2 separate regions of the Sus scrofa genome follow, and region 2 is linked to region 1. A link is a contact called in public HiChIP or PLAC-seq data. All regions are on one chromosome and are shown on one strand. Each heading gives the region's core, a stretch centred on a gene start, on an enhancer-like site or on the middle of the called end of the contact. The rest is flanking DNA. Distances are from core to core; before and after follow the strand shown.

What was found. HiChIP or PLAC-seq counts read pairs in DNA pulled down with a chosen protein or histone mark.
Region 2: an H3K27ac HiChIP or PLAC-seq map of skeletal muscle shows a contact between it and region 1. The contact joins two enhancer-like sites. A contact is called at or near these places in 12 of 47 Hi-C or Micro-C datasets (adipocytes, embryonic fibroblasts, fetal heart ventricle and 7 more) and 2 of 2 datasets of contacts at active chromatin or transcription factors (alveolar macrophages and skeletal muscle).

Annotation. Positions count from the first base shown.
Region 1 is chr8:80,885,649-80,890,111 of Sscrofa11.1, reverse strand. It overlaps ARHGAP10 (rho GTPase-activating protein 10), which reads left to right. Exons shown (of 23, transcript XM_021100659.1): 6 at 2,550-2,660. Among named protein-coding and RNA genes, the nearest start is that of ARHGAP10, 140 kb to the left of the region's middle. Within about 2 kb of position 2,026, at least 15 of the 83 cell types and tissues checked have an H3K27ac peak or open chromatin away from gene starts, as enhancers often do. A contact at or near this core is called in skeletal muscle, where this site is marked.
Region 2 is chr8:80,934,243-80,938,705 of Sscrofa11.1, reverse strand. The region is part of intron 1 of ARHGAP10 (rho GTPase-activating protein 10); the gene reads left to right. Among named protein-coding and RNA genes, the nearest start is that of ARHGAP10, 88 kb to the left of the region's middle. Within about 2 kb of position 2,170, at least 10 of the 83 cell types and tissues checked have an H3K27ac peak or open chromatin away from gene starts, as enhancers often do. A contact at or near this core is called in skeletal muscle, where this site is marked.

The sequences.
Region 1 (4,463 bases), core at 777-3,276:
ACTATACCACATGCACAGCGATTGCCTCTGAAGGACTCTGCTGCTGAATGTCATCAGATGCCTGTGGCATTGTGGTAAATTATAGGCTATGGCCAGTCACAGGCGTTCTGGTGGTTTAATCATGCAGCGCCCGGCACAGCAGTTTTGAACGCTCCGAACACTGGGAGGCTGTCGGTAGAGGCAGAGCCGTGATGCTGGGTAATTGCTGAACCACAGCCAGCAGCGAGCATCCACTAGCACAAACACCACCTTGGTCAGTCAGACTGGTGTGATTTTCTTGAGGGACATTTCCCAGTAACAATAAGGTGAAAAATCCACATTTAACTTCCCGTGTCTCCGTTTTACTACTCAACACAACGTCTCATTGTTTTTTCCTGGGAGAGGTCAGTCACTGACCTCTCAATCTCTGATTATTAGAGGCGTAAAAATCATTTTTTAAAATGAACATTAGGTAGAAATTCTCATTTTGGCTTAGTAACAAACACATTTATTTCTGATACTTAAATATTGATTAAAAATCATTGGATGCTAAAAGTTATTATATGTTTGATAAATACTTTTTTGCTAAAGTTAAAAAAACTTTCTGTCATAAAATATTCTGAAAATGTGTGCTTTTAACCGTTTTCAAGGATACGGTTAGTTCGGTGTTACTAAGTCCAGTTACATTGTAGGGCAAACCCCACCATACCTCTGACCATTTTTCATTTTGCGATACTGAAACTCTGTACCCCTTCCACACTAACTTCTCAGCCTCTTGTCCCAGCTCCCAACAACCACCATTCTACTTTCTGTCTCTGTGAATTTCACTGTTCCAGGTACCTTATGTCAGTGGAATCGATACAGCATCTGTCCTTTAGTGACTGGCTTATTTCACATAGTATAGTGTCCTCAGGGTGCATCCATGTGGTGAAAGTGCCAGAATTTCCTTCCATTCTGTGGCTGAATGATATTCCATTACACGTACAGATCATGTTTTTTCTTTTTTAATCTCTTCATCCGTTAGTGAACACTTGGTTGCTTCTGCCGTTTAGCTGCTGTGAATAATGCTGCTGTGAATGTGGGTGTGAGTCCTTCGCTTTCAGGTCTTGTGAGTGCACACCCAGAAATGGAATTGCAGGATCATATGGTAATTCTATTTTTAATTTTTTGGAGAACTGCCGTACTGTTTTCCATAGCAGCTGCATCATTTTACATTCCCGCCAGCAGTGCACAAATTTCCAGTTTCTCCACATCTTTACCAATACTAGTTATTTTCTGGGGCTTTTAAAGATAGGTTTGTTTTTTGTTATTTTCTGTTTTATTATGTATTTTATATTTTAATTGCATTTAATTTTAATTTTATTTATTTTATTTTTATTTTTTGCATTTTAGGGCCATACCTGTGGCATTTGGAGGTTCCCAGGCTAGGGGTCGAATCAAAACTGCAGCTGTTAGCCTATGTCACAGCCACAGCAACGCAGGTTCCGAGCCTCATCTGAGACCTACACCACAGCTCACAGCAACGCTGGATCCTTAACCCACTGAGCGAGGCCAGGGATCGAACCCGAATCCTCATGGATCCTAGTCGGGCTTGTTAACTGCTGAGTCTCGAAGGGAACTCCCTATGTTAATTTTATTTAATTTTAATTTCATTTTATCTTTTGCAAGGTGGTACGTTGCGGTTTTGATTTGTATTTCCATAAATGATGGATGATGCTGAGCATCTTTCCATGTGTTTAGACATGGCTTCTTGCCTCTTTGGAGAAATGTCCAGATAAATACTTTTAGAAGGAGAATTAGCCAAGTTAGGAAATGCATGATGCCTTAGAAGAATGTTGGCAAGGACGAGCCGTGTCTCTGCTGTTCTTCTGTGGAGCCGTCCCCTCTCCCAGTTCCTTTCTCATTAGAGAAGACAAGCTGGAACCTTTTTTGGAATGGTCTTCTGACCACCTGCTGCCTGTGCCCTCCCAGGGGACGGGACCTGGTGAGGGCTTAGGAGCGTGACTGCGTGCAGGTGGGCATCAAGCCCAGGCCTGCCCGAGAGAGCCAAGTTCCTGAGATGGTGCCACGGCCGCCACTTCCTCACCTGCTGCCTTCACTCATGAGTGCTGAGGGGACGGGAGTTTGTCCCCCCCTCTTTCCCAGGCCTCTTCATTCTCAGGGGATTAGTTAATGGAAATAGTGTTTCTGTAACTTGGATTTTATGTGGATGGCTCTACCTTGGGTGTCGGTTGTGGTTGGGGGTAGGTTTTTCATGAAGATATGACTATCTGATCTTGAGACTTTTGGGATCCATCTCAGCTCAAAAACAGGGGTCGGCCAGCTCGTTCTGCAAGGAATCAGAGAGTAAATACTTCAGACTTTTGCAGACCACAAGCTCCCTATTGCAATGACTCAATTCAGCTGTTGTAGCAGGAAAGCAGCATAGAAGATACAGAAATGAGTAGACCTGACTGTGGTCCAGCACAGCCTCATTTAGGAAGACAGGCAGCAGGGACTGTGCTTTTGCAGACCTTGGGTAAAGACTTTGACTGCCTCTAATTGGACTGCCCTTCCTTGTTTTAACATAGGCAGATATCCAAGTGGAACAGAACCGGCAGCACTTTTATGAACTGTCTCTTGAATATGTGTGTAAGCTTCAGGAAATCCAAGAGAGGAAGAAGTTTGAGTTTGTGGAACCTGTAAGTATAATAGCAAGTTGCTCTGCTCATTGAATTTTGTGTGATAGAATGGGAATGTGTTTCTTTCAAGATCTAATGTATGGATGCTGGAGGCCTTGGGGCGTAAACTGTAAACAGGGGACCTAGAGATCTGGGAAGGCCAAGAATCGCCTCTCAAGAGTGGTTCTCTGCCTTCTTGGCCCAGCGACATCTCAAGGACTTGGCAGACAGGTACAATTTCTGCCATCCTAGTTGTGACTCCACCCTTGAAAAAAGAAATCCCTCTGAAAGAAATTCTTTTGGAATGTGACCGCAGTAGTGTTTATGGGATGACCTTTATTCTGCAAGGGCATCCATCCAGACTTTGGTACCTTCAACCATTATTGGTAACAAATTATTTAATACTATTCACAGTACTTAGGCAACTTAAGGAGCCATACGTGGAACATTTGAAACTGTTTTGTGAGCTACCCTGACATTTCTTTATACTTGTTTTTGAAACACATGATTTTTGTTTGTGCTTATAAAGATATACTCTGATAGCTTCAGTTATTTATGTTCATATATATGTGAATATAGGTATCTTGTGAATCAAAATGTAATGGGTATTTCATACTGTGGGTTTTAGCAAAAAAAAAACAAACAAAAAACACCCCCAAAAACCCAAACCCTAGAGGTACACTGAGATTCATGATTTTCAAGATTTTTTTTCTGGGGAGGGTGCGGCGCTGTGGGGGGCTGTACCCTTGGCGTGTGGAGGTTCCCAGGCTTGGGGTCGAATCAGAGCTGCAGCTACCGTCATGCAGCCGAGCCACAGCAATGCCAGATCCGAGTTGCATCTGTGACCTACACTATAGCTCATGGCAGTGTTGGATCCTTAACCCACTGAGCAAGGCTGGGGATAGAACCCTCATTTTCATCGATACTAGTTGGGTTCTTAACCTCCTGAGCCACAATAGGAACTCCTCAGGATTCACTTTAATTTTAATATACTACATGTGATTTAAAAAAAAAAACTTTATTGATAATGTAATTGACATACGGTTTTCCCATTGTGTGTATGTTGAGAAACAAAAGAAAAAACCCCAAGTTATGATTAACTAAATATTAGCATTTATGGAAGCTATGGTCCAATGGAGTAATAGAATTAATGTATATTAAACAATAAGAGAAAACCTACTTAAACCTTTCTTTTTATGTGAAATCATAATAATGACCTACATTTATTGAGAATTTACAGTGCTTATTGTTCAAGTCGTCGTTCTCAGGGCTTTACTGTGATCATGCGTATAATTCATTAAGGAGAGATTTTTATTCTACTTATTCAATGTAGAAATTGAAGAAACCTAGCAGTCATCTGCCCAAGTTGGGAATTGACCCCTGACCTGATGTCAGGGTCCCCCGTTCCTCACCTTGATGCTGTGTGACATTCTGAAGCAAAGGAATTTCAGGATTTCCTTAACTCTGACCTCAGTGCACCCTGACTCTAGCTTTACGCATGTGGTGGGGAGAAGCAGCTGCCCTCTGATGGAGTGGGGCAGGTGGGGAGTTTGTAGGAAACTCAAGGCTTAATTACTGCCCAGCCCCTGCCCCTCTCTGACCTAGGCACTGGGCATCCTTGTTGAAAAAACAAGAGCTTGCTCTGTGCTGGGTGCCCTTTGAAAGAGTCTTCAGCTCTTGGTTCTGGGTTTCACTTTCTGTATAGGTTCCGTCAGCCTGTATTGAATTCCATATAGATGAATACAGGGATTATAATAAATGAATACAGGGATTCTCGACTAAGAAGGACAAATGGGTGCTGTAGAATTCTGTTTCTCCTATACA
Region 2 (4,463 bases), core at 921-3,420, 48 kb before region 1:
TTGGTGTGTCTTTTTAGGGCCACACCCTCGGCCTCTGGAGGTTCCCAGGCTAGGAGTTGAATCAGAACTGTAGCCACCAGCCTACGCCACGGCCACAACAATGCCAGATCTGAGCCGTGTCTGCAACCTACACCACAGCTCATGGCAATGTCGGATCCTTCACCCACTGAGGGAGGCCAGGGATTGAACCTGCATCCTCATGGATACTAGTCAGATTCGTTTCCACTGAGCCATAGTGGGAACTCCCACCTGAGTAGCTTTGATTATCTCCTGTTTCCACAACTTACTAGTTGTACGATCTTGGGCACGTTGCTTAACCCATGTGTCTCAGTCTCCTCCTCTGTCGAGTGGGTGTGATGATAGAACCGGCCTTGATACTGAAATGAGTCAATAAATGGAAAGTGGATGGGAGAGTGCCTGATATTATAAGGTGTGGTGGGTGGAATAATGGTCCTCCAAAGATGTCCCTTCCTAATTCCCAGAACCCTTGAATGTTGTTTTAAGTGGCAAAAGGGACCTTGCAGGTGGGATTAAGTTAGGGATCTTGAGGTGGCAAGGTGATCCTGATACAGCGTGGTGGATTCATCGTAATCAGGGTAGTCCTTAAAGGAGGATGTGAGGACAGAAGCAGAGGTTGGAGTGATGTGATTGGTGGCTGGGGGCTGCGAGCAGAGGAATGTGAGTGTCCTCCGAGAGTTGGAAAAGGCAAGGAAGTGGACTCCCCCTTAGAGCCCCCAGAAGGAATTCAGCCTGAGAGACCCATTTTGGACTTGTGACCTCTGGAAATATAAGAGAATGCATGTGTATGTGTTAAGCCGCTAAGTTTGTGGTAATTCCTTCCAGCAGCAATAGGAAACAAATACAGTGTTTGAAGTGGAGCTGTTTTCCTGGTTCTCATGGTCAATAAGATTCTCTTTGAACAGGGAGATGTGTGGCCAAAGACAGATTGTAAACCAGTGGGCTGAGTGGTCACCAGCCTGCACCCTTACCTGCCAGCTTGCTGTGGCTGGTCTTCCCCATACACAGACCCTCGCCTGCGAGGCCTCTGCATTTGCCAAGGGTGTGCTCTGAAACTGAGGTCTGGAATCGGGGAGGGAGGTGGGGGGCATCTCCAGTGTGGACCCGCCTGTGGGGTTCTCTGTGGTGCCAAGGGCACTCCCTTCTTAAGTGTTCCTCGTGGGAGTTGGTCACTTTGTTCTGTTGTCTGTTATGGGCTGTACTTGTCTCGAGGCCAGGTTTATGCATTTGGTTTGAGGCATCTGCATCCTTGTGGACTCAGCTTTTGTCTCTCTAACCCTGTACATTTGTCAGCTCATGTCATTCCAGTGACTTTGTTATTTGTATTAAAAAAAATTTTTTTTTTAATGTTATTGGCCATATCCATGGCATATGGAAGTTCCCAGGCCAGGGATTGAATCTGAGGCACAGCTGCAGCAACACCAGATCCTTTAACCCACTGTGCCGGGCCAGGGATCAAGCCCAGGCCACTGCAGTTGGATTCTTAACCCACTGTGCCACAGTGGGAGCTCCTGTTCTAGTGACTTTAGATGGTGCTTATTCTGTGATTAAGAAGAACTTTCTACTTGGACACTCCAGTTGGGCTGGAGGACCTTAACCTGACAGCTCCAGAGGCCATGCTGGCCCTTAAGCTGCTTCTCCAATGTGATTTGGCCTTCAGGCCTTGACTAACTCAGGAATGCATTTTGGGCTCATGAGATGTTTGCACCACCTTTAAAAATGTGCAAAATGTGTCACTTTCTTTTTCTTTCTTTCTTTTTGCCTTTTTTTTTAGGCTGCACCTGTGGCATGCGGCATTTCCCCGGGCCAGGGATCAAAGCAGCGCCACAGCAGTGGCAATGCCAGGTCCTTAACCTGCCACACCAAAAGGGAACTCCTTTTCATTTCTGATTTGTCCAGAGAGTCCTTAATGCTGTTCTTGTACGTAGTGCTGCTGCCGGTTTTGTAGACCGGGAAAACACGAAGGAATGTAAGAAGCCAGTCGGCGGTCCCAGAGGAATTTTGTTTCACTTCCAAGTTACTTGGAGTAACATCAGCATTATTTCCTTGGCACGAATCTGGCGTGAAAGACATTGAGTTCTTCAAGTCTGTACCCTGTTCTTCCCTAAATAAAACACAGAAGGCCTGGGGGACATGTTTTGATGTGCAGAATGGGTGGCAGAGCTCCCCTTGGCAGCACCTCTGCATATTTGCTAATCTAGTTATTTGGGTCTCTACATGCCGAGGAATGTGAGCTTCCTGGTGCAGTTTGCCTCTTGGGAAGAAGGTTTCAGATTCCAGGATGGTGTGTGAAGAATCCTGTGTTTCAGATGTAATGAGGGCAAAAGGCACCTTGCCCGTTCATTTTTCTTTTCCTTTCTTTTCTTTCTTCATCTTTTTAGGGCTGCACCTGCGGCATATGGAGGTTCCCAGGCTAGGGGTCCAATCAGAGCTGCAGCTGCCAGCCTATGCCAGAGCCACGTGGGATCCGAGCCGCGTCTTCAACCTACACCACAGCTCATGGCAATGCTGGATCCTTAACCCACTGATCGAACTCGTGGATACCAGTCGGGTGTGTTAACCACTGAGCCATGACAGGAACTCCTCGTTTTTCTTTTCAAGCCCAGAATTGGAGAGGATGCCGCGTTGCCTCAGCCGTGCCAGTTAGTGTTTGGTTCACGGGGCCAGAAGTCACAGGACGTAGTCTGTAGATAAACCTTCTTGCCAAGGTCAGGGCCAGGCTTGTGACTTGAGGGGCTGTGATGTACCCAGAGAGCTGTCTCACCGTGGAGTAGAGCAGCTTAAATAGAGAGGTTTCCCACCCTCCCGAGGGCCTGTAGGTGTCTAATGGTTGGTGATTCTCCCTGAAAACCATCCATAGGTGGCTGTTCTGTAAGAAATAATTTCCTCACTTGTTGAACCATCAAGGGCAAACAGGGACAATTCCAACCAGTGTCTGGAGGCTCTCTCAACCTGGATCTAAACTGCAGTTGGATCTCTCTACGTGGTGTCCTGCAGCTCAAGTTCAGCAGGTCTCAAATAGAACCCCTCATCATTCAAACGGCTTCCAGCTCTGGGGAGCGTTACAGTGCCTGTGTTTCTTTCCTGTTTGTCTGCAGATCGAAGACCTAAAACTCCCCCCGGGTGGGAGACTCTGAAGGCCAAGTCCATTTGAAAGAGTGCAAGTCACAAGTCACTTGAACTCTTTTAAGTTAGCTCTGCTTCTTGTGTGCATGTAGGCTTGGCATTATCCATCAGTATATGCCAGCCCTGAAAGTGCTTCAGGACAGCAGTGGTAATTAGAGTGCTTGTGAATTAGAGGCAGGAGAGGATTGGGTGGTGGTGGAAAGGGGGCTGGCGCACGGAGGCACACACTAATGAATTTTCTATTTAGTTAGGGTTCTCTGTTCCAGCTGTTCAGATAACCTGCTGAGATCCGGGCAAAGAACCTGGGAATAATGCTAAATCTCCCAAAAGTCAGAATGATGTAATGGAAAGGACCTTGGTAGAAGCTTGAGAGACGCAGGAGTCGATCCTTTGCCTCCAGGACATGTCACCAGAGGTCTAAAGAGGTCTGCCACCTTGATGAAGTCACTAATCTTATCTCTGAACCCACCGAACCCATTTGTAAAATAAGGTCACACGGGCACCTACCCTGCAGGCTAGTCCTAAGGAGTAAATGAAATGTTATTTGTCAGTCCGTTTGCATAGAGTAGGCCCTCAGTAAGGGTGGTCCATCTAGTGGCCCTTCTCCTCCTTCTCCAGTAGAGCAGTGTTGCCAGCTTGTGTAACTCGAAACTTCAAGAGTGGTTGAGTTTCATGTGCAATGACGTTGGGAAGAAAAACCGTTCTCTTTGGCCCAGAGCACCCTTGTGCTCATTTACTGGACTGCACTAAATGTAGTTTACTGTCTTAGGATTGTATATTATGCTTGTGAAGGTAGAAACAACATGGGAGAATGAGTAAATTTAAAATGTACTCCGTAAAGGTGATAAATGTGTGATTAGAAAATGGAAGTGGAGTTTGCGTGGTCAAAATTTTAAATGATACAGGTTTTGTATAATGAACTCTAATAGCACCAGAAAGAAGTCAACAGAGAAAAAAATGATGATTACTCTGAAGTAATAATAAGAATTGATGTAACTGCGATACCTATCACAGAGGTAAGAGAGAAAAGCATGCTATGTACCTAGGGAGAAATAATGTCTAATAGAACCCAAATTCAGGATGCTGTTAGAAATCCTTTTGACTAATGAGATTAGCAGTTATGACATAAACACTGAAAAATGGACACATATAAGTTTTAGCTTCCCAGATAGTATCCTGCCCTGACCATAAAAAAACACGATCTTTAAAATAGCCTTGGAGGGAGTTCCCATAGTGGCTCAGCGGAAATATATCTGACTAGTATCTGCCAGGCTCAATCCTTTCCTGGCCTTGCTGAGTGGGTTAAGGATCTGGCATTA